Regions from separate parts of the Mus musculus genome. Here region 1 is linked to region 2. A link is a contact called in public Hi-C data. All regions are on one chromosome and are shown on one strand. The core of a region is the stretch at or near the end of the contact, and the rest is flanking DNA. Distances in the headings are between cores, read along the strand shown. Region 1 holds the start of Ncoa7 (nuclear receptor coactivator 7). Region 2 has its middle 20 kb from the start of Rspo3.

Region 1 (6,014 bases), core at 1,579-4,078, 1.2 Mb after region 2:
CTATCTTTATTGGGCATGGCAGCCTGCTTTATTTTCATACATTATTCATACAAATTGGTTTAATCACACCTTCTCTTCCCACAATATCCTCTGGTCTTCCTACCTTTTATCTAAAAGTTTTTCTTCACCTATCTGAAACAATCCAACTAGATTAGAGAAGAAATAGTACTCTATATGATTTACCACTGTGTGAAAATAGGATTGTGGGTAATATTCTGGATAGTAAGGAAGATGATGCATGGAAATTAGGGTGGGAGAAGGAAAGAAAATGAGTTCCCTGATACATGTGCTAAGGAGAGAAGTTAATGATGGGGGTTGGAGAGATGCTGACTGCTCTTCCAGAGGTCCTGAGTTCAATTCCCAGCAACTACATGGTGGCTTACAACCATCTGGAATAGGATCTGATGCCCTCTTCTGGCATGTTTTAAGAGCAACAGTGTACTCACATAGATAAAAAATAAACAAACCTTTTTTTTTTCTTTTTAAAGAAGTTAATGATGACTCACTACATTATGTGACAGAAAAACAAATGCCAAAGCCCAAACCCTCACAGTGTAAATGGAAGGCAAACAGAAACGGATTTTTTGTTTTTGTTTTGTTTGTCTTTTTCTCCTAAACATTTTCAAGCAGAAAAGACACAGGATCATCTAAAAACCTCAATTTATAGAGAAAATAGCTAAAATGCCATTTCTAAGGTTGAAGATGTTGCTCAAATAGGATTAGCCCAATACATCAGAAGCCTCGAGTCTAATCTTGGATCTGGCTCCTAGCATCAAAAATAAATAAATAAATAAATAAATAAATAAATAAATAAATCTCTATCTATATGATATATATATGAGTTTACTTTGGAACCACAGACGCTTTTAAATGTTTTGTTTCCCTCTTTAGCTTTAACAATATATATATATATATATTAAAAATAAACCACAGCTCAACTTTAAAACAAGTTACCTGTTACTTATTAACCAGATCACTGCTCCTTCTGAAATAACTTAATAGATTTCTTTAAACATAAATTCTGCCTTCTAAATTGTTTTTTTAAAGTAAAATTGAAATGGTATTAATTGCTATAACACTGGAAAGTGGACACGAAGGGAACCTTAACAGAGCCTTGCTGTTGACGCCGGAAATGTCAATGAAAAATAACCAAGTTAGCCTGTTTATAGAAAGAAGCAATTATTTAAAATACAGTTAATTGCACTAGCAACAACAACAACAATCTTATACTATAATTTTAAATGGTTGGGTTATATACAATGTGTATCTTGAAATACAATTTCATTCATTCAACAAATAACCAACAAACAGCTATAAGGCATTCAACATTGGGGAATTAGAGAATGGGAAGAGAAGGGGGGGGTGGTCGAGGAGTAGCAGGGGGAAGAGGACCTGGTAATGATGGTGATTCTGTCCTCTTAGTATTTATATTGATTCAGTTAGCCAAAATCTTTAATCTGAAATAGTGCTTATAAAATTGGAGCTTACAATAACAATTTTTTCAAAATTCTAAACCTTATTGCTTAACGTAAAATCCAAAACGGCAGCCTGAGAGGAAACAATTTTATTAAAAGCCCTAATGTATTACTTTTATTTCAAGAACAGGAAAAAAAGACTCAACCAGATTCTCAGAAAAGCAAGGGTCAGCTCAGAGTTGAAGGCGAGGCCGGAGACAAGACTGCCTCTGCTGGCGCATCTTTCAGAGTCTCAACTCCCGACACCTGTATCAAACTTGCAGCTCTCAAACCCATTGGCTCCAGTCAGCTTTATCCTACGAGAACACGCCAGCCTCATCCATCACCTACCTAGGTAATCTGATTTCTAGAAAGACTTTCCTTAAACTGACACCCAAAATGTTAAAGTGTTTGCACCACTGACTTTATATACCACTCGGCTAGCTGTAAATTACACAAAAATTCATAACCACCCCTAAATACCTCTAAAACAACAACCGTGGTCGTCTACATTTTAGCAAAAAGAACAGGAAGAACGCATTTGCTGATCCTGTTTTTTAAAAATGCAATGACACAATCTACTTGAGCTCGAGAAAAAGGCAACGGTCTCCTTTCAAAGAAGCTCCGCGCCAACCTATCCTTCCAAGCTCTCCCAGCCCCCAACCGAGGGTCCCCTGATTGTTAGCGAGGAGGGTCCAGTGGCCCTGCGCCCCGGCTCGGCCTCGAACGTTCCAAGCAGAGCGTTTCGGGTCCCCCGGGGGCTGCGCCCAGCGCCATTAGTACACCTCGGCAGCCCAGGAGGGAGGCTCCGGTTCTTCCTGGCCGCAGCATCAGCAGCCGGTAGCCTTCAAGGCCTGGCCCCGCCTCGGCGACCTACCTACTGGGCGGGGGCGCGGGCTCCGCGGGTCTGGGCGAAGTGGTTCGGGAGCACGCATTTCTGGGAGCCGTGGCCTCTGCCGCTGGGCGCTGGGAAGCGCATCCTCCGGGGTGGGAGGAGGGGGAGGGCCGGGGAGGGGATCGCCCGCCGAGGAGGAGCTAAGGGAGGCGTCAGGCGCTGCGGGGTGCGCTCCTGAAGGGCTCCGGAGTGCCGATCTGGCCCGAGCAGCCGCCGCCGGGGTGCTCGAGGCCTCGCCCAGGTACCTGCAGCAGCACCCACGGTCAGGGCGCCGGGCGCGAGCTGGGCGGAAGGCGGGGAGCTGCGGTGGCGCGACGCCAGCCCGGCGCCCGCCTCTAGCTCCGCCCGACCCGGGGCGCGCGCTGCACTCGTCTGCTGCGGCTGGGACCCGGGAGCTCAGCCGACCGCCTTAGCGATGCGGGCTGCAGCTGCGACATCTTGCCTGCCCCGTGCGACCTCGGAGCCGCAGGCTGGACAGCCTCGAGGTGGCTCGGGCCCCCGAACCCTGGGCCCAGCGGCTCCGCCCCGGAGAGCTGCGCGCGCGGCCTCCGCAGGCCCCGGCCATTTGTGACGCTGTGATGGTCAGGCAGTCAGTGAACCGAGTACGGTCTGCTTACCTGGCCCCTAATCTTATCCCTTTTAGCTGGCTCCTGTCTGGATCTTGGAGGGAAGTTAGCGCTTATGGGCACATGTGGAGTTAGAGCCCTTGCTGGAGCCTTAAAGTCCTTTTACTTCACCTTCCAGCTCTAGGACTAGGGGCAACCATAAATTCATCCTCTGTCATTTCCAGCATTGCCTTTGGCAAAGAGGCCCACTGTCTTCTTCTGTCCCCGGTACAACATCCTATAAGCTGCCCAATTGTAAACCTTATAGCCAAGGCAATGCGATGTAGCAACGGGCAGTTCAGCTGGCTCTTGGCTGGGGCTGGAGAGCAGCTGAGTGGGAAGGTTTTTTTGTTTTTTCTTTTTTTTTTTGTATGAGCCCAGGGCCCTGTTTCTGTGAGCTTCCAACCTGTATTGGACGCTGTTCCCTTTACAGTCCAGTGGCTATAACTGCAAGATGACTCGGAGGATCTGATCGTGAAGATCACTCTTAAATACAGGAAGAAAAAAGTGTGTGTGTGACAGGTGTGTCCTAAGCCATCAACACACACAGTACATAGAGGCTTCCCCAGGTTGCTGCTGCTTCTTGGTACTGCCAGTCTCTCTGGAGGGTGGAGCAAAGCCCTTAGCAGCCATGACTCTGAGATTTCAGCAGCAGATGATGTTACATGGTCATGCAAATATGGAATCACTTCCTGGTTTTGCACTGACCATCTGTAAATTCTGACATCGGGTTTGCATGTTTATGCTTTGAGTAGGAGACACTTCTTTCTGTGTTCTTTACACCCCTTTTGGTATCAACCTTGAGTGCAGGCTCTGCTGCAGGTACTGTTCCCACCCTTTAACTCGGTCAGCACCCTTTTGTGCCTATGAACCCAAGGTTCTGACGAGAAATAAAATAGGCCTTGATTTCTTTTCTCTTAGGCAAAAGTATAACTGAGTATGTGTTCAAAGTGGTGACTTGCTGATAGAGTGTTCCCCAAGTTTTCCAATGCAATGCCAAACAATGACACTGTCTTCATTATCTCCCCTGGAAGTACATGATGGATCACATGCTAAGGATAGTTTGTCACTAAAGTGAAAGTCTGAATAGAATGGGGAGTTGTACTCAAATGGTTGGGATTGGGGGTGCTTCTAATTTAAAGATTCTTTGGTCATTCTTTTTTGTGACTGAGTATTGACTGATTCTTCTGAGTATTGACTGATTCATCTGAGTCTTGTCTTCACACAGAAATCGGAATTAGCATCGTCTACATCCCTCTTATCCAGAATAGTACCCATCAGTCAAATGTGTTCATTCAAACTTAATGAAATACAATTGTTACGACTTCCAGTCTGTTAGTTATACATATAAGTTCTAAAAAGACAAATAAAGCTTGTGATTGCCTTTTGGACAACACAGGACCCAACATTTCCTTATTACAGGGAATTCTTCTGGAATGCTTGCCAGATTTCAATGGGTAGGAAAGATATACAGAAAGAATTGGAGGTAATTTGGGTGCAGCTAGATCAAATACTATTAGAATATATACATAAGAGCATGATAATCCTTAAGAATTCACAGATTGCCTTTGGACTACAGCTTCAGCATGTGCTGGCCTTGGATACATTTCTAACTGATGCTTTTATCTTCAAAGGTGGATGATCGCAGCACCATCTTCATAGGGTAGATACAGGGAATGAAGTAATTCATGAACAGTATGTATCATGTAGAATGTGTAATCAATAGAAGTCAGCTATTATTATAATAGCATGTGTTAGGGTGACAAAAGTTTTCTTTTCAAAACTTGTATCCCTGAACTGGACACTATAGTCCATTTCTGTAATGCCAATGTTTAGGAAGGCAGAAACAGGAGGATTGTCAGTCTCAAGCCAGCCTGTGCTACATAGCAAAATCCTATCTCTAATTAGTAAAAGTAATTGATTAAAATAAAACGATCTCCATAGCACCTCTCACTGTACTTGGCTAGTGGAAAGTGATGAACTGTTGGGGCTTGAAGCCTGTGGAAAACATGAAGAAAAGTGGTTTTTCCTCTGATAAAGGGGAGAAATTAGGGTGCAGCAGTTTAAGTGCACTAGACATGCTCTTTCTTCTGTGGCAAATAATCTTTATATAGAGACTTTTACATAAATAGAGAGGCAGGGAGCATCAATGACAATATGCAAATAGTATCATTCTTACCTGTCTGTCTAGAGATAATTCTGCCCTGAAGAATATGGCTAGTGTTTGTTTTAAAACGCAATATTGGCCATGTGTCATGGAACTAGAATTTCAAGAATATAGTTAAATATGGCTCTTAACCATTTGCTGATAAGGGTCCCTGATTAAGTAGTGAACTTAGGAATCTGGGAATGTGGCTCAGTTGGCAAAGTGCTTGCTACACAGCCTGCATCAACTCCGCAGTGCTCACAGAAAAGCTAGGGGGTCTCAAAAAATAAGATGGATCATAATAGAGGAACATACCAGAAGTCCTCCTCTGCCCTACACACACACACAAACACACACACACACACACACACACAGAGAGAGAGAGAGAGAGAGAGAGAGAGAGAGAGAGAGAGAGAGAGAGAGAGAGAAATGGGGAATTAATTAGGCTCACTGAAATATTGACAGTGATGTATATTTCTGTGCAAAGGTGTTTGAGTTGAAATTTGTGCAGTGTATGAAAAGCTGAGGTTACTACCACTTAGAAAGTTTACTCTTGGAGTGATGGTATTTAGAACTATCCTTCTATGTCTAGCTCAGAGAGAAATACATGTTCTCTCATCCTTGGACTTGGGCTGGTTGACACAGGCTGTCAGTGACACTGATGGCAACTACATCTAAAGAGGTTAATGAACCTCTACAAATATCCAAAGAGATAATTAACAAGGTCGAAGGCAGCAGCTCATTTTCACAAGCTGGGATCATTCCTCACGTGTAGTGTTTTTCAACCTGTGAGTTGTGACCCCTTGGGAGTCCAAAATGACTTGTTCACAGGGTCACCTATGACCATTGGAAAACTCAGATATTTACATTATGATTCATAACAGTAGAAAAATAGTTATGAAATAGCAATGACA
Region 2 (5,686 bases), core at 773-3,272:
AAGGAAACATCTTATTACAAAAATAAATAAATAAATAAATAAATAAATAAATAAGGAATTACCCATCAAAGTAACTGGGTATTCAGGGTTAATGCACTGATAGGTTGCACAAATGCAATAATGTTTTTAGTACTTATAGAAATGTATGACTTATAAATCCCATATACGTGTGTGTGTGTGTGTGTGTGTGTTTGCACACTTGAGAAAAGAATGGAGGTTGAAGGAGGTAGTATTTTCAGTTCAGGCTCCAATTCCAAGCACTCTGTTCAATATACTTTATAGGTGGTCCCAGGTTCTTCAGGACCAGTAACAACTGGAAACTAGCTAAGAGTCTCATAGTCACAAGCTCTACCATAGCCCTGCTAAATCATTATATATTCAGACAATTTAAAACCCTTTTCCTTCAGGGTTTATACAGAACTTAAAGTTAAAGTAGCTGTGTCCTGACACATACCCCCACCCAAGAACATGGACAGACACCAAGATTGAGCTCCATTACAGCATAATTAAGTCAGAGTTGGTGAATGGTGAATAGGTGTCTATGTGATTTAAACGCTTCCCAGGAGAACTGAGTGTGACCCAGGGTTGGAACTCACTGCTCTACTCATGCTCAAATGGACCTAAAGGCAACTTAAGTGACTTGTTAAGTGAGGAAGATGGGGTGGGGGATCAGAGTCTATTTTGCTAGAACCAGTGCATCCTAAGTCTGACTTTGTAGAGAACGCTGTTTTCTGTGTATTTACCTGTATCTCAGGTTGTTTCATTCTAGTGACCTTTAAGGTGCGCATCATGGTCTATGTCCTTGCAATCTTCATCAGGTGACAAAAGATGAAGAGGGAAACATGAAATTGAGAGAATGGAGGATAAGATAAAGATTCCAAACTACCTGATAGGTGGGGACGAGTGAGGAGGTGGGGCTCCAGTCAGCCAAATCACTAGCTCATGACCAAGAATTCCTGATACACCTAGATGAACAAAGAATCCTAGAGGCTCTCCTTGTTTGGAAAACAGCTGCTGGAATGGGCCCTTTAAAACATGATAGCAAACCACTGGGTAGAATTGTTTTAATCAGAATGATTAGCAAAGTCTTATGATTCAAAGAGAAAGAGGAGCTGTTCTTCAGGTCATGGACTGCTAACTTTTAGGTCTGATTCATCTTTATGTGATTGTCAGAGGAAGGAATATTTACTCCAAGAACACATGACACACAAGGGCAATGCATTTCTAAGAGTAATAGAAAAATTACTTACTGTGTTAGTTCAATCTATCTGTCCCTTGCCACTGAATATCTAGTTAGTTTGATAGGTAATTCTTGAAAAAACTTTGTTTTCTCTCAAGAATTTGTTCAATATCAGTCATTGATTAATAGTGTTATTTTTATGACTATTTTATTGTGGGAAACATGCCATGTATCTCAAGTATCTCCCTACAAAAGTATGTGGGCCACGTGGTAAGGTGCTACAGATAGTATGCAACACTAAAGAGTACAGCTTTTGAAGGGTTTATAGGTTGATTTATTTTCTGTGGGGAGGGGTCAAGGCTTGTATGTGCAACAAGTAAACAGCAACCCAACCGAGAGCACAGATCCAAGTGCCAAATGAGAGACTTGGGCAGGAAGTGCTAAGGACACCATGAGTTCTCTAATTGCCTGTGGTCAAGCTCTGAGTCCTTCTCAGCCTGGCCTGTGGGAACCCGTGGCACTTTTCTATTTCCTCTTCAATTCTCAGGTATAACTTTGATGGTTATTTAACTCTTGGGTCTTACTGGAAACAAAGCAAAACAAAACAAAACAAAAAAACAGTACTTCATAGATAGCCCTGGTGCTTAACTTAAAGGAACTCCCAAATGCCAATGAATAAGCTTATCTAGCTTGAATATCTACAGAAAGTACAAGACCTCAAGATAATTAGCCTTTGTAAGAAGCAGCCAAACTGAACATTTGGCTGATAACTCTTGTTCTGCCTTCTCATTTTAGCAAGGGCTTGTGATTTCCCAACAAAGGCAGTGGGATTGCAAAACAGCAGGACTTTGCTACAGTTAGTAATTAATGAGGTGCTAAAAGTGCCAGAGCAGAGGCTCCCAGACTCAGTGTGTGACTCAAAGGGATATGAAGCACCCAGCCTTTCAAACAAGTGTCAGTTAAATAAACAGAGAGTCAAGCGAGTCCAGTCTGTGGAATGGGAGATGGTGAACTACTATCGGGGGACATCACAAGACTATGTCATACAATATTAGAAAGATTAGTCACTACATTTTGCAAGTTGTGAAAAACTGGAATTTTCCCCCTCCTCCCTCAGTTCTTTAGAAGGTGTGTAATTATCTGCCTTCAGTATTCAGGGGAGTCAAAATGAACTCCTAATCAGCCCTGGTGTTCAAATAAATAACCAATCGGTTACAGTTTCCCACCAGCATGACTTTGCTTTATTCCTTTAATGTATATTAATCAATCAAGTTAATTATTAATATAAGTAGACAAGTCAAAGTACTTAATATATCAACTATAGCTGAGGACGTAAAGAGTAACACGAGCTTCCTTTGCCAGAAGAGCATTATTGAGAAAGAATGACATAAGGTGTCATTTTTTTGCCAAAAATAAAGTGTGTGGTGTTTTCATTTTGTTTAAGAGAAAAGGAATTCTTGAATAAATTCAGATGACTGTTACTAGTTACACTAGTTGTTATGGTTTCTTCTTTCTTATTAATTACAAATTTCTTTATGTAATGGAATTCTGTGGTTGTCTGTACTTTTCTGTAATTACAATCAGGTCTACTGTGGTAAGTTAATAGGTTTCTTCAAAATGATTGCTATATATAAATGTATATATCTCTATAAAATATTATTTATAACATATACATATATACATATTTATTTATCTATCTACAGGCTCCCTATATGACTGGAAGTCCAAAATAATTTGATGAACTTGACTACTTAGCCATGGAGTCCTGTGATTCTTAGATATATTTCTGTTTTGAATGATGTGTGGTACATCTGCTTCAGGGTCACTGACATTTTTTTCATGTTTAACAAATGTACTAAGATTTAACATGCTAAGCAAATGAAAGAACACTTTAAAATACATTCTAGTGTTAATGTTTGTGAGAATTAATCAAGTTCCTGTTGTATTCCTTCACAATATGGAACTAATAAAAGCATGCTGGCCGTAAAAAAGACGACACTTGATATTTATACACTTACAAATGAATATGTGTGCTCATAGAAGCTGTATCTCAGAGAACTGGGTTAGTGTATTTCAAATTGGAGAAATAAATCCTTCATGATGATAGGTTTATCTGATTTGAGAGAATTTATTAAATATGAGCTGATAACAGAAACTAACAGTCTCATGCTAAAGCTATTATTGTGAATTTGGAATTTTAAGACTTTAAATCACACAGACAGTCATTAATGACTTTACAACAGAGATCTCTAGTGCTGGCACCAATGTTCGAATGAGACAGAGATTTAAATCACTTGAGTTTAGTCTTTAAGAAAGACCCCAGTTGCTTTGTTTCTACTCAGCTGTGTTTGGAGGAGGGTTGGTTTTAACACACAAACTTCCCATTTTGACCTGTGCATTGAGAAAAAAAAAATTAATGATGAAGTCTTTTCCTACAACATGCTCTAGAGGGAGTCAAGTCTAAGGAAGTTGTGTTTGAGGGATTTCGAGTACTGTTGGCTATTTTCATGAATTCCTTTCCTTGATGACAATCTGCTTTGACTCTCTCAGTTAATAAAGACTGAGGCCAGGACTTGCTAAGAATCTGGAACTCATGAGGCCAAGGGAGAGGCAAATTCCTGTGTGAATCAATTATCATCTCACAGAGAACATACCCTGTCCCTGTCTCAAACTCAAACTGCTTGGATCAGGTTGTGGACCAATATACACTTTGACATGAATGGAGGGGGTGGGGAGAGATTGCAAATGAAGAGAGCTATTATGGGAGAGGAAAAAAACTTCAGTCCTTCACAAGTGAAACTGTAAATTTGGAAAAACTATTAACCTTGTTGAAATTCAAGTCTTCAATTCGGCTAAATGGAAGGCCAAGTTAGGTCTCTAGGCTAAGCTTTATGATTTCTGGAGAAGAAGATTTCAACATTAGTTCTTTTTTCTTTCTTTTTTTATTAGATATTTTCTTTATTTACATTTTCAAATTCCCTTTCCTTTCCCCTCCAGAAAACCCCCTACCTCCTCTCTCCGTGCCCCTGCTCAGCAATCCCTCAACTACCACTTCCTGGCCCTGGCATTCCCCTATACTGGGGCATAGAACCTTCACAGGACCAAGGGTTTCTCCTCCCATTGATGATCAACTAGGCCATCCTCTGCTATATATGCAGCTAGAGCCATGAGTCCCACCCTGTGTTTCCTTTGATTGATGGTTTACTCCCAGGGAGTTCTGCAGGTACTGGTTCACTCATGTTGTTCCTCCTATGGGGCTGCAACCCCCTTCAGGTCCTTGAGTACTTTCTCTAGCTCCTTCATTGGGGACCCTGTGCTCTGTCCAATGGATGGCTGTAAGCATCTGCTTCTGTAATTGTCAGGCACTGGCAGAGCCTCTCAGGAGACAGCTTTATCAGGCTCTTGTTGGCATCCGCAATAGTGTCTGGGTTTGGTGGAATTTTATGGAATGGATCCCCAGGTGGGGCAGTCTCTGGATGGTCATTTCTTCAGTCTCTGCTCTGAACTTTGTCTCTGTCACTCCTTCCATGGGTATTTTATTCCCCTTTCTAAGAAGGATCGAAGTATCCGAACTTTGATCTTTCTTCTTCTTGAGTTTCATGTGTTTTGTAAATTGTATCTTGGGTATTCCAAGGTTCTGGGCTAATATCCACTTAACACAGAGTGCATATCATCTGCATTCTTTTGTGATTGGGTTACCTCATGTTAGAATCCGGGGAGCCTTAGCTTACTAGGGACCCCCTGAGTGAACCACGCGGAGGCAGGATCGATGCAAAAAGCAAGAGGAATTTATTGTTCTAGTGTACTGGGGTTGTCCCAGACCCAAAAGATAGACAGCACCCCCCAGCACCTGTTCAGCAAGTTTTTATATGGTTTCCAGGGGCTGAACAGAGCATCAGCAACTAGGCACAGTATGATTGGCAGAACAGTGCACCCTTTGACTTCCCTTGTCGGAAGGTGAACAACTGTTAGACAGGTCAGCCCTGCAGAATGTGTCCCTACCCTAAGGTCCATTCCAACCCTGTGGTCTGAGAAATGCTAATTAGCCTCTCCCTTCCAGAGGGGTGAGTGTTTCATGACCTTCCCAAAGTTCCTATGCTGAACTTTTCACTCACTTAGGATGATATTCTCCAGATCCATCCATTTGCCTAAGAATTTCATAAATTCATTATTTTTAATAGCTAAGTAGTACTCCATTGTGTAAATGTACCACATTTTCTGTATCCATTCCTCTGTTGAGGGACATCTGGTTTCTTTTCAGCTTCTGGCTATTATAAATAAGGCTGCTATGAACATACTGGAGCATATGTCCTTATTACATGTTGGAGCATCTTCTGGGTATATGCCCAGGAGTGGTATTGCTGGGTCCTCAGGTAGTACTATGTCAAATTTTCTGAAGAATTGCCAAACTGATTTCCAGACTCTTTGTACCAGCTTGCAATCTTGCCAACAATGGAAGAGTGTTCCTCTTTCTCCACAAACTCTCCAGCATTTGCTGACACCTGA

Evidence for each region. Hi-C and Micro-C count contacts between places; a contact is called where the count stands out from the background.
Region 1: a Hi-C map of adipose-derived mesenchymal stem cells shows a contact between it and region 2, with 5 times the contacts expected there. The contact joins the promoter of Ncoa7 here to the enhancer-like site in region 2. A contact is called at or near these places in 3 of 39 promoter capture datasets (cranial neural crest, maxillary cranial neural crest and second pharyngeal arch cranial neural crest), 1 of 484 Hi-C or Micro-C datasets (adipose-derived mesenchymal stem cells) and 4 of 115 datasets of contacts at active chromatin or transcription factors (extraembryonic endoderm stem cells, large pre-B cells, pro-B cells and 1 more).

What each region holds. Positions count from the first base shown.
Region 1 is chr10:30,800,498-30,806,511 of GRCm38.p6, forward strand. Ncoa7 (nuclear receptor coactivator 7) reads right to left here and starts at 2,829. Exons shown (of 16, transcript NM_172495.6): 1 at 2,332-2,829.
Region 2 is chr10:29,552,544-29,558,229 of GRCm38.p6, forward strand. No RefSeq gene overlaps it. Among named protein-coding and RNA genes, the nearest start is that of Rspo3, 20 kb to the left of the region's middle. Within about 2 kb of position 2,023, at least 26 of the 459 cell types and tissues checked have an H3K27ac peak or open chromatin away from gene starts, as enhancers often do. A contact at or near this core is called in adipose-derived mesenchymal stem cells, where this site is marked.